2 separate regions of the Sus scrofa genome follow, and region 2 is linked to region 1. The links are chromatin contacts, called in public HiChIP or PLAC-seq maps. All regions are on one chromosome and are shown on one strand. Each heading gives the region's core, a stretch centred on a gene start, on an enhancer-like site or on the middle of the called end of the contact. The rest is flanking DNA. Distances are from core to core; before and after follow the strand shown.

Evidence for each region. HiChIP or PLAC-seq counts read pairs in DNA pulled down with a chosen protein or histone mark.
Region 2: a contact with region 1 is called in an H3K27ac HiChIP or PLAC-seq map of alveolar macrophages. The contact joins two enhancer-like sites. A contact is called at or near these places in 1 of 47 Hi-C or Micro-C datasets (embryonic fibroblasts) and 1 of 2 datasets of contacts at active chromatin or transcription factors (alveolar macrophages).

The regions. Positions count from the first base shown.
Region 1 is chr2:12,598,225-12,602,324 of Sscrofa11.1, forward strand. No RefSeq gene overlaps it. Among named protein-coding and RNA genes, the nearest start is that of LPXN, 65 kb to the left of the region's middle. Within about 2 kb of position 1,912, at least 3 of the 83 cell types and tissues checked have an H3K27ac peak or open chromatin away from gene starts, as enhancers often do. A contact at or near this core is called in alveolar macrophages, where this site is marked.
Region 2 is chr2:13,175,301-13,179,400 of Sscrofa11.1, forward strand. It overlaps CTNND1 (catenin delta-1), which reads right to left. Exons shown (of 17, transcript XM_021083025.1): 4 at 3,619-4,100. Among named protein-coding and RNA genes, the nearest start is that of CTNND1, 32 kb to the right of the region's middle. Within about 2 kb of position 1,696, at least 44 of the 83 cell types and tissues checked have an H3K27ac peak or open chromatin away from gene starts, as enhancers often do. A contact at or near this core is called in alveolar macrophages, where this site is marked.

The DNA of each region.
Region 1 (4,100 bases), core at 662-3,161:
CTTACTGAAGCCTTTGTTGGTAGAGGGAAATTGACTTGCCCACAGTCCCACACTAGTAAGCATTAAAATGGTTATTCTAACTTAGCTCTTGAGTTTCTAGGTCAACCATTTATTTAGCACATATTTAAGAGTCTACTCTGTGCCTGGCCCTAGTCTAAGAAACTCCTTTGGAAATCTCGCAAAGGGATGTGATGGCTGACGGGGGACTCTTCAAACCCTGTTAGAAATAATTTTGATAATACTTTTATTTTCAGATTATCTGTCTTGGTGGTTTCAACTTCTATAATCCCTTCATCCTTGACGTTTTCATGTTTTTCAGTTTTCAACACACTTTCTTATTTGTTATTGATGAAATAAAGCAGTCTGTCACAGACTATCTTTGAATCTTTTGAAAAATGTCTTTGCTTTTTCCGGACTCCTTCTCATATTTTCTTTTAGGCCTATGCAGAAAAGCTTGGCCTTTGCAGGACTTGGGTGGGGGAAACACAGCAGTAGCAGCAGCAGTAGGATTTAGAGTCAGGCCTTGAGGGACTGTGCTGGGCAGAGGAAGCCTTTTCTCTTTCTGCCCTGACTCCAGATTCTCTTTGCTGTGCTGGATCCAGACACATTTATTATAGCAATGCCTAATAGGAACATAGAAATATTTCAAATGTTAATGGCTAAAGTATGAAGATGGCAGTCTGGGGTAATTTAATACAGAGAGTGCATGATAACTGTCAGAAATATATTTTGGGAGTTCCTGTCGTGGAGTAGCAGAAATGAATCTGACTAGGAACCAAGAGGTTGCAGGTTCAATCCCTGGCCTCGCTCAGTGGGTTAAGGATCCAGCATAGCCATGAACTGTGGTGTAGGTTGCAGACGTGGCTCGGATCCTGCGTTGCTGTGGCTGTGGTGTAGGCCAGCAGCTGCAGCACTGATTGGACCCCTAGCCTGGGAACCTCCATGTGCTGTGGGTGCAGCCCTAAAAAGCAAAAAAAAAAAAAAAAAAAAAAAAAAAGGAAATCTATTTTGGAGAATTCTTGTTTTGGCTTGTCAGTAATGAACCTCAGTAATATCCGTGAGGATGCAGGTTGGATTCCTGGTCTTGCTCAGTGGGTTAAGGATCCGGCAATGCTATGTATGAGCTGTGGTGTAGTCTGCAGCTGCAGCTCCAATTCAACCCCTAGCCTAGAAACTTACATATGCCACATGTGCAGCCCTAAAAAGGCAAAAACAACAACAACAAAACAAAAAACAAAAAAAGCCTCTATCTCTCTCTCTTTTTTTTTTTCACCATACTGTGACATGTGCAAATTTCCAGGCCAGGGATCAAAGCTGTGTCACTGCACAACCCAAGCTGTGACACTGTGTCATAAGGGAACTCCAGTTTTTAGAAATCAGACCTACAGCCTAGATACGTATAATCGGGTGGTCAGTATTAACCAAGAACATTGATGAAATAAGCATTTGAGGAGGTGTTTTGGAATGGAATTCAGAATCCACACTAAGATGCTTTTCATTCTTGGAGTTTTTGCATGTTGTGTGTCCTGCCTCATGTTGGAGAAGAGGTTGGTTTATGAGATGGGAAGGTGAAGAATCTCTTTAGTTGAAGGACCACAGTACTTGGCCAGCAGTTTTCCCTTCCTGAACTCCTCCACCAATGAGCAGCAATATTTGGCTGGAGGTCAAGATCTCAAATGAGCCACTTTATCTCACCAAGTCTCAATTTCTTCATGTATATATCTCTACACGAATCTAAGTCTGTAATATTAAGGCTTGCTATAAAACATATTCTGTAGGATATGTAACTCATGGAGTTGTGATTTAAAGGAACTGGGAACACAAATAGAGTTTTATAAACTCTAGAACAGTTTCCAACCAGGGACAATGCCGTGGACATGTGGGACTCTGGATGTCACAACTGCGGAAGGGGGTGAGGTCTAGAGGCCGAGGGTATTGCTAAACATTCTACAAAGCACTGGACAGCTCCCCCACCCCCCCGCTGCCCCTGCTGCAACCAAAAGAAGTATCCAGCCCGTGATGTTAGTAGTATCAAGGTTAAAAGATCTTGTTCTGAGACTTTGTACCGATAGTGTGAATAAGTAGTTGTGTGACCTTGAGGGGCCCCAGTTTCTTAATATATAATATCAGGAAACTGCCTGGCATAGATGATAAGGAATTGCATTTGTTGAATTAGAGACTACACAACACATGCCAAAAGTCAAAAGGAAGACAAAAAATAAGAAGGTCTGGATGAATGGAATGGAAAGTGTTGCCGATTGGAAAGTTAATTGGTCCTTTACTGGATTACTAGATGGAAGTCTGCCAATAAGCAATGGAGGATAAAAATATGAAATTCTAGGAATGTATCTTAAGGAAGAAGAAACAGGCATGAGAAGATATCTACAAAGGTATTCCCTGGAGCCTTGTTCATGAATGTGGGAAAAGTGGAAACCAGGGGAAAACCTGACAGGCTGGGCTGTCTCCTTGCCAATATGATCCCTGTAGCTGTGTAGCTACTTTCCAAGATAAGCTAAGGTCAAGTGGAGCTGAAGCTTTTTCTCCCCAAGTCCCTTCTTTCTCGCTTTCCCACCTTCCTCCACATCTTTTCTCTCTTTTTTTTTTTTTTGGTGCAGCCTGTTTCCACCCATTCTCACTGTTACTTGTGGATATGTTTCACAACATATTAGAAAAGGTGGACCCAGCCAGACAAGAGAACAAGAAGCTCTTTGTTGTGGGGTTGGGTAGCATGAAAGATGTTTCAACACTTTGCTATTGACGTTCTGTTTAATCTACCGAATATTTATTTATGTGATTAAAGGGCCATGATCAGCTGGTTGGGCCAGGGGTTTATGCCAGCTGAGGAGGTAGGTGTTTGCCCAGCTAACTGAGTGAATCAATCAACTCTCAAATGTTGCAAAGAGCAGAGACAGGAGAACTTGATTGTAACTAGGATCAATAACAAACACTTTTTCTTTCTTTCTTTTTTCTTTCTTTCTTTCTTTCTTTCTTTCTTTCTTTCTTTCTTTCTTTCTTTCTTTCTTTCTTTCTTTCTTCTCTCTCTCTCTCTCTCTCTCTCTCTCTCTCTCTCTCTCTCTCCCTCTCCCTCTCCCTCTCCCTCTCCCTCTCCCTTTCTCTCTGGCCAGGCCAGCGGCATTTGGAAGATCTCAGACCGGGAATGGAACCCATGCCATAGCAGCAACATTGACAGATCCTTAACCCACTGAGCCACCAGGGAACTCTCTCTCTCTCTCTCTCTCTTTTTTTTATGGCCATATCAGAAACATATGAAGTTCCTGGGCCAAGGATTGAAACCGAGCCACAGCTGTGACCTATGTGTCACCTGTGGGAACGCTGGATCCTTTAACCCACTGCTCCAGACTGGGCACTGAACCCAAACCTCTGCAGTGATCCAAGCTGCTGCAGTTGCATTCTTTTTTTTTTTTTTTTTGGTCTTTTCTGGGGCTGCACCTGTGGCATAGGGGCTAATCAAAGCTAGGGGTCTAATCAAAGCTGTAGCCACCAGCCTACACCACAACCCCAGCAGCGCCATATCCGAGGCTTGTCTGTGACCCACACCACAGCTCACGGCAACGCCAGATCCTTAACCCACTGAGCGAGGCCAGGGATCAAACCCACAACCTCATGGTTCCTAGTTGGATTCGTTAACCACTGAACCACGTCGGGAACTCCCTGCATCTGGATTCTTAACCCATTGTGCCACAGCAGGAACTCTGGAACTCCTTTTTTTTTAAATTCAAAGACTTCTGTTAAGAAGTGGAGATGTATATATCTCAGTATAAATATATAAATATATTGAATTACTTTTGAGGGATAAACTCATTAAGACATTAAAAGTTGTAGTTAAGAGCTCTGGATTGAATATCAAACAGACCAAGATTTTAATTTTACTTTCAACACTTACCAGTTATATAACTTTAAGCAAGGATTATTTTCCTCTCCCCCCCCTTCCTTTCCTCCACCTCCTCCTTCCCTTTCTTTCTTTCTTTCTTCTTCTTCCTTTTCTCCCCCCCCCTTTTTTTTTGTCTTTTTGCCTTTTTTTGAGCCGCTCCCGCGGCATATGGAGGTTCCCAGGCTAGGTGTCGAATCAGAGCTGTAGC
Region 2 (4,100 bases), core at 446-2,945, 580 kb after region 1:
TTTTGGAAATTATTTTTAAAAAAGGAGATTGTTGACAGAGTTTCTGCTGTAGTGCAGTGGGTTTAAGACTACAACTGCAGCAGTTCAGGTTGCTGGGGAGGCACAGGTTCAGGCCCTGGCCTGGCGCAGTGTGTTAAAGGATCTGGTGTTGCTGCAGCTGCAGCTGGACTCAGTTGTGGCTCAGATTCAATGCCTGGCCCAGGAACCTCTACTGTATGGAACGGGTACAGCCATTTTTTAAAAAAAAAAGGGAGGACGTGATGGAGTAAAAGCAGTTACAGGACTTCTTGTAACCTCATGTGAGTATCTGAATTTGGTACTGATGAGGTATAAGATTGAACATTCATTTGCACAGGTCATCCCAAGGTCATCTCTGCTACTCAACAAATGAGTTTGAGACATGACTTCTAGTCTCCAGTTTCTAAAGACTATACTTCCAATTCTGTCAAAATAAACACTACTGGCCACCATCACATTTGAGATACCCAGTCACTAAGAAAAGGAACACAGACAAAGCAACTGAACGGAAAAGAAAAAAGTCTAACAGGAGATAATGCTTCCCATTTCAGTACTACCAACAACCACTAGAGGGTGAGTCTGTCACACTATTATTTATTCATAACCACCAGGAAGGAAGAGACCCATTATCTGTGAGCTCATCTCACTGTGACTCCCACAGGAGAGAGGAGAATCCATTGTGTGGAACTCTCCAAATAAGCCCGTTGTTTGTTCCACAAAACCACTCCCATTGTCACAAAACCCTCAAGATTAGCCTGAGCAGAGTAGGGCCCGCCTCAAAGCTTGTCAACATCAACCACTCAGAAGTGATTCAGATGGACAGAGTATTTAGCAAAAAAAAAGAAAAAAAAAAAAAAAAAAACACTAATTTTCAATATCATTGAAACAATAAACAGTCTATATAAGTTTTAAAAGTAAGCTACTAAACAATAAACTACGTAAGATTCCATTTTTTAGTAGGGAAAAAATTAAGTTAGAGTATACTTACATAAGAACTCAAAGGAAATGTGCCAAAATGTTAACAGTAGTTCTTTATCGATGGATGGTGTGCTTTTCTGGGTTTTTCTAGTTTTGTAATAAGCATGTTTTTACTTTTATTATTTTTTGAATACGAAATTACAAAACAATTACCATAACCAAGACTCAAGATATTTTTACAAGTGGGTCATGACATTCTTTTGTCTTACAAATAACAAAGCTATGCCCAGAAGGATTAAATGACTTGCTTGAGGCAACATAGCTAGTGGCAAAGGCACAACCAGAACCAAGGTCTCCTGGTTCAATGCTTTTTCTACTAATCATTCTGCCTTACTGTTTTCATTTGACCTTGTATTACTCTTCCAGGTCCAGAACAGGAAGCAGCAAATGTTCTTGCTAGTCTAGCAGGTTTCCAAGTCCAGTTCCACCCTGGAACAAACCCAAGAACCAAGCCCAAACGCTCTCTCTTTATGTCAACTGCCACAGCCAGGGACAATACAGAATGACCTGGCCACCTGCACCCACCTAGATCCAATCACTCTACTAATCAGGAAGTCAGAAAAAGCAGACTTGTCAACAAGCAGAAGGAGCCAACACCCTGGGCAGACTCCTTTGGTGATAGCTGTTATCTACCACTGCTCCAGTTGCACCAACTAAGGTCTGGTGCGCCCCCATCCCAGGAATAAAAGGTGAGTCACATGGGAGTTGGATTTGCTGAAAGGTAAGTGACTCAGGCTTAGATAATGGGGCCTCTACTCATGGGCCCAGCCCAGTTCGCTGTTAATCAAAGCTACCTAATATGAGGAAAATACACACTAAGGCATTTGCTTTAGAAAGTCATGACCTCAGCAACAGCTGCTGGGATATCCTTACCATTAAGACATCCAGAAATCTTCTCCCTTAATTCTATATTATTTCTCTTTGCCTGGAAAACACCATCTCTGATTTATTCTAAAGCAAGGTTGGCAGCCCCTGGGCCAAACTTGTTTTTTATACAGCCCCAGAACTAAGAATGGCTTTTATATTTTCAAAATGTTGTAAACAGCAGACCAATATACAACAAAAAATGATAGATACACTGTCTACAAAGCCTAAACTAGTTCTATTTGGTCCTTTACAGAAAAACTTTGCCAACTTCTATTTTGCAGCATTTTCTCAAGGCAAACCATCTACCAGTCCAAACATCAATTACTACCATCAAAGAATCCCCTGGGATAAGCAGTCAAGTCAGAATAGGCAGCTGCTTAGTGACCTTTCAGAGTGTCAATAATGCACAATCCTCTAAGAAGCCACCCCCATTTCATTTTACAATCAAATGTAAGAACTTAAGCAGAGTTCCCTTGCAGCACAGCAGGTTAAAGATCTGGCTTTGTCACTGCAGAGGCTTGGGTCGCTGCTGTGGCATAGGTCTGACCCGTGGCCCAGGAACTTCCACATGCCACAGGTGCAGCCAAAGGAAAAAAAAAAAAAAAAAAGAACAAACACAAAACGTCAAGAGTTTTTGTGGCGTTCCCATCATGGCTTAGCAGAAACGAATCTGACTAGCATCCACGAGGACACAAGTTCGATCCCTGGCCTTACCCAGGGGGTTAAGAATTCGGTGATGCCGTGAGCTGTTGTATAGGTTGCAGACACAGCTCGGATCTGGCATTCCTGTGGCTGTGGTATAGGCCAGCAGCTGCAGCTTCAATTCAGCGTCTAGCCTGGGAACCTCCATATGCCTCGGGTGTGGCCCTAAAAAGACAAAAAAAAAAAAAAAAGAAAAAAGAAAGAAAGAAAAGAAAAGCAGAAAGAAAAAACAAAGAGTTTTTGTGAGACCAAGGTTTGTTTTTTAACTTGAGATTAAAATCACGAGGAGTTCCTGTTGCGGTGCAGTGGTTAAACGAATTCAACTAGGAACCATGAGGTTGCGGGTTCGGTCCCTGGCCTTGCTCAGTGAGTTAAGGATTCGGCGTTGCCGTGAGCTATGGTATAGGTTGCAGACGTGGCTTGGATCCCGAGTTGCTGTGGCTGTGGTGTAGGCTGGCGGCTACAGCTCCGATTCGACCCCTAGCCTGAGAACCTCCATATGCCGCAGGAGCAACCCTAGAAAAGGGAAAAAGACAAAAATAGAATAAAATGAAATAAAATAAATAAATAAATAAAATCACGAGATGTATTCTTGTATATACACTTAACTGTCTGTTCTGGTCCTGAAAGCCATTTAAAACCCTCAACTCTCTTTTAATACCAAACCAGAAGCTGAAGAAATTCACAAGAAAAAATGTCCCATAGCCTCAGACACCAGACTCCTTTCTGGTATTCCTTTATCACCAAAAGGGGGTCAGATCCTAGTCAGAAATAGCAGAAACTCTTGGCATAGAAGTAAAGGCCACTCAAAAATCAATAACAAGTTGTTTTCTATAATCAGAATATACGACTTTTATAACGAAAAGGAGAAAAAAAGCAAGTCGATAATTACTAGATCAGAAAAAGGAAGAACAGGGTACCCTTCCACCAAAAAAAAGGCAGAGGGAGAGGAGGCCATATGTACCTCTGATCCTAAAAAGCACTTAGAAGAAGGAAGAGCTTTCCCTTTTTGCTTACTTGGAAAGACCCTTTCCCTTCCTCTTTTGTGCCTACCTGAGGCGTCGCCGAGGGTCAGAGGGTGTCCCAGTCCGACGGCCAGTGCCATAATCGGACATCATGCCATAATCCAGGTCATCGTAGCCCATGCTACGCTGGTCATCCTCAAGCCCATAAGGCTCTGGATGAAAGCGATGCAGATCCACGCTGCTCCCACCTACCCGAACCTGGGGCTGGGGCCCATACACATCCTGTCTACTGGGTGCCCGGTAACCCTCCATGCTGGGCCTGTATCGCTCCTCAATGCGGGTCACCCGGGACAGACTGCCATAGTTGTCACTGCTACTTGGATAACCATCTTCATAGTGGCGGCTATATCCATCGGGAGGGTAGTGGAAGTTCCTGGGAAGGGTAGCAGTGCCGGCCTGCCCCACATAGGGACCAGGTCCCCCATTGCCATTCTTGCGGAAGTCACGACCCAGAGTCTGGATGTAGTTGTTAGAAACGGATGAGGCATCCACGGGCAGCCCATCTGGTCC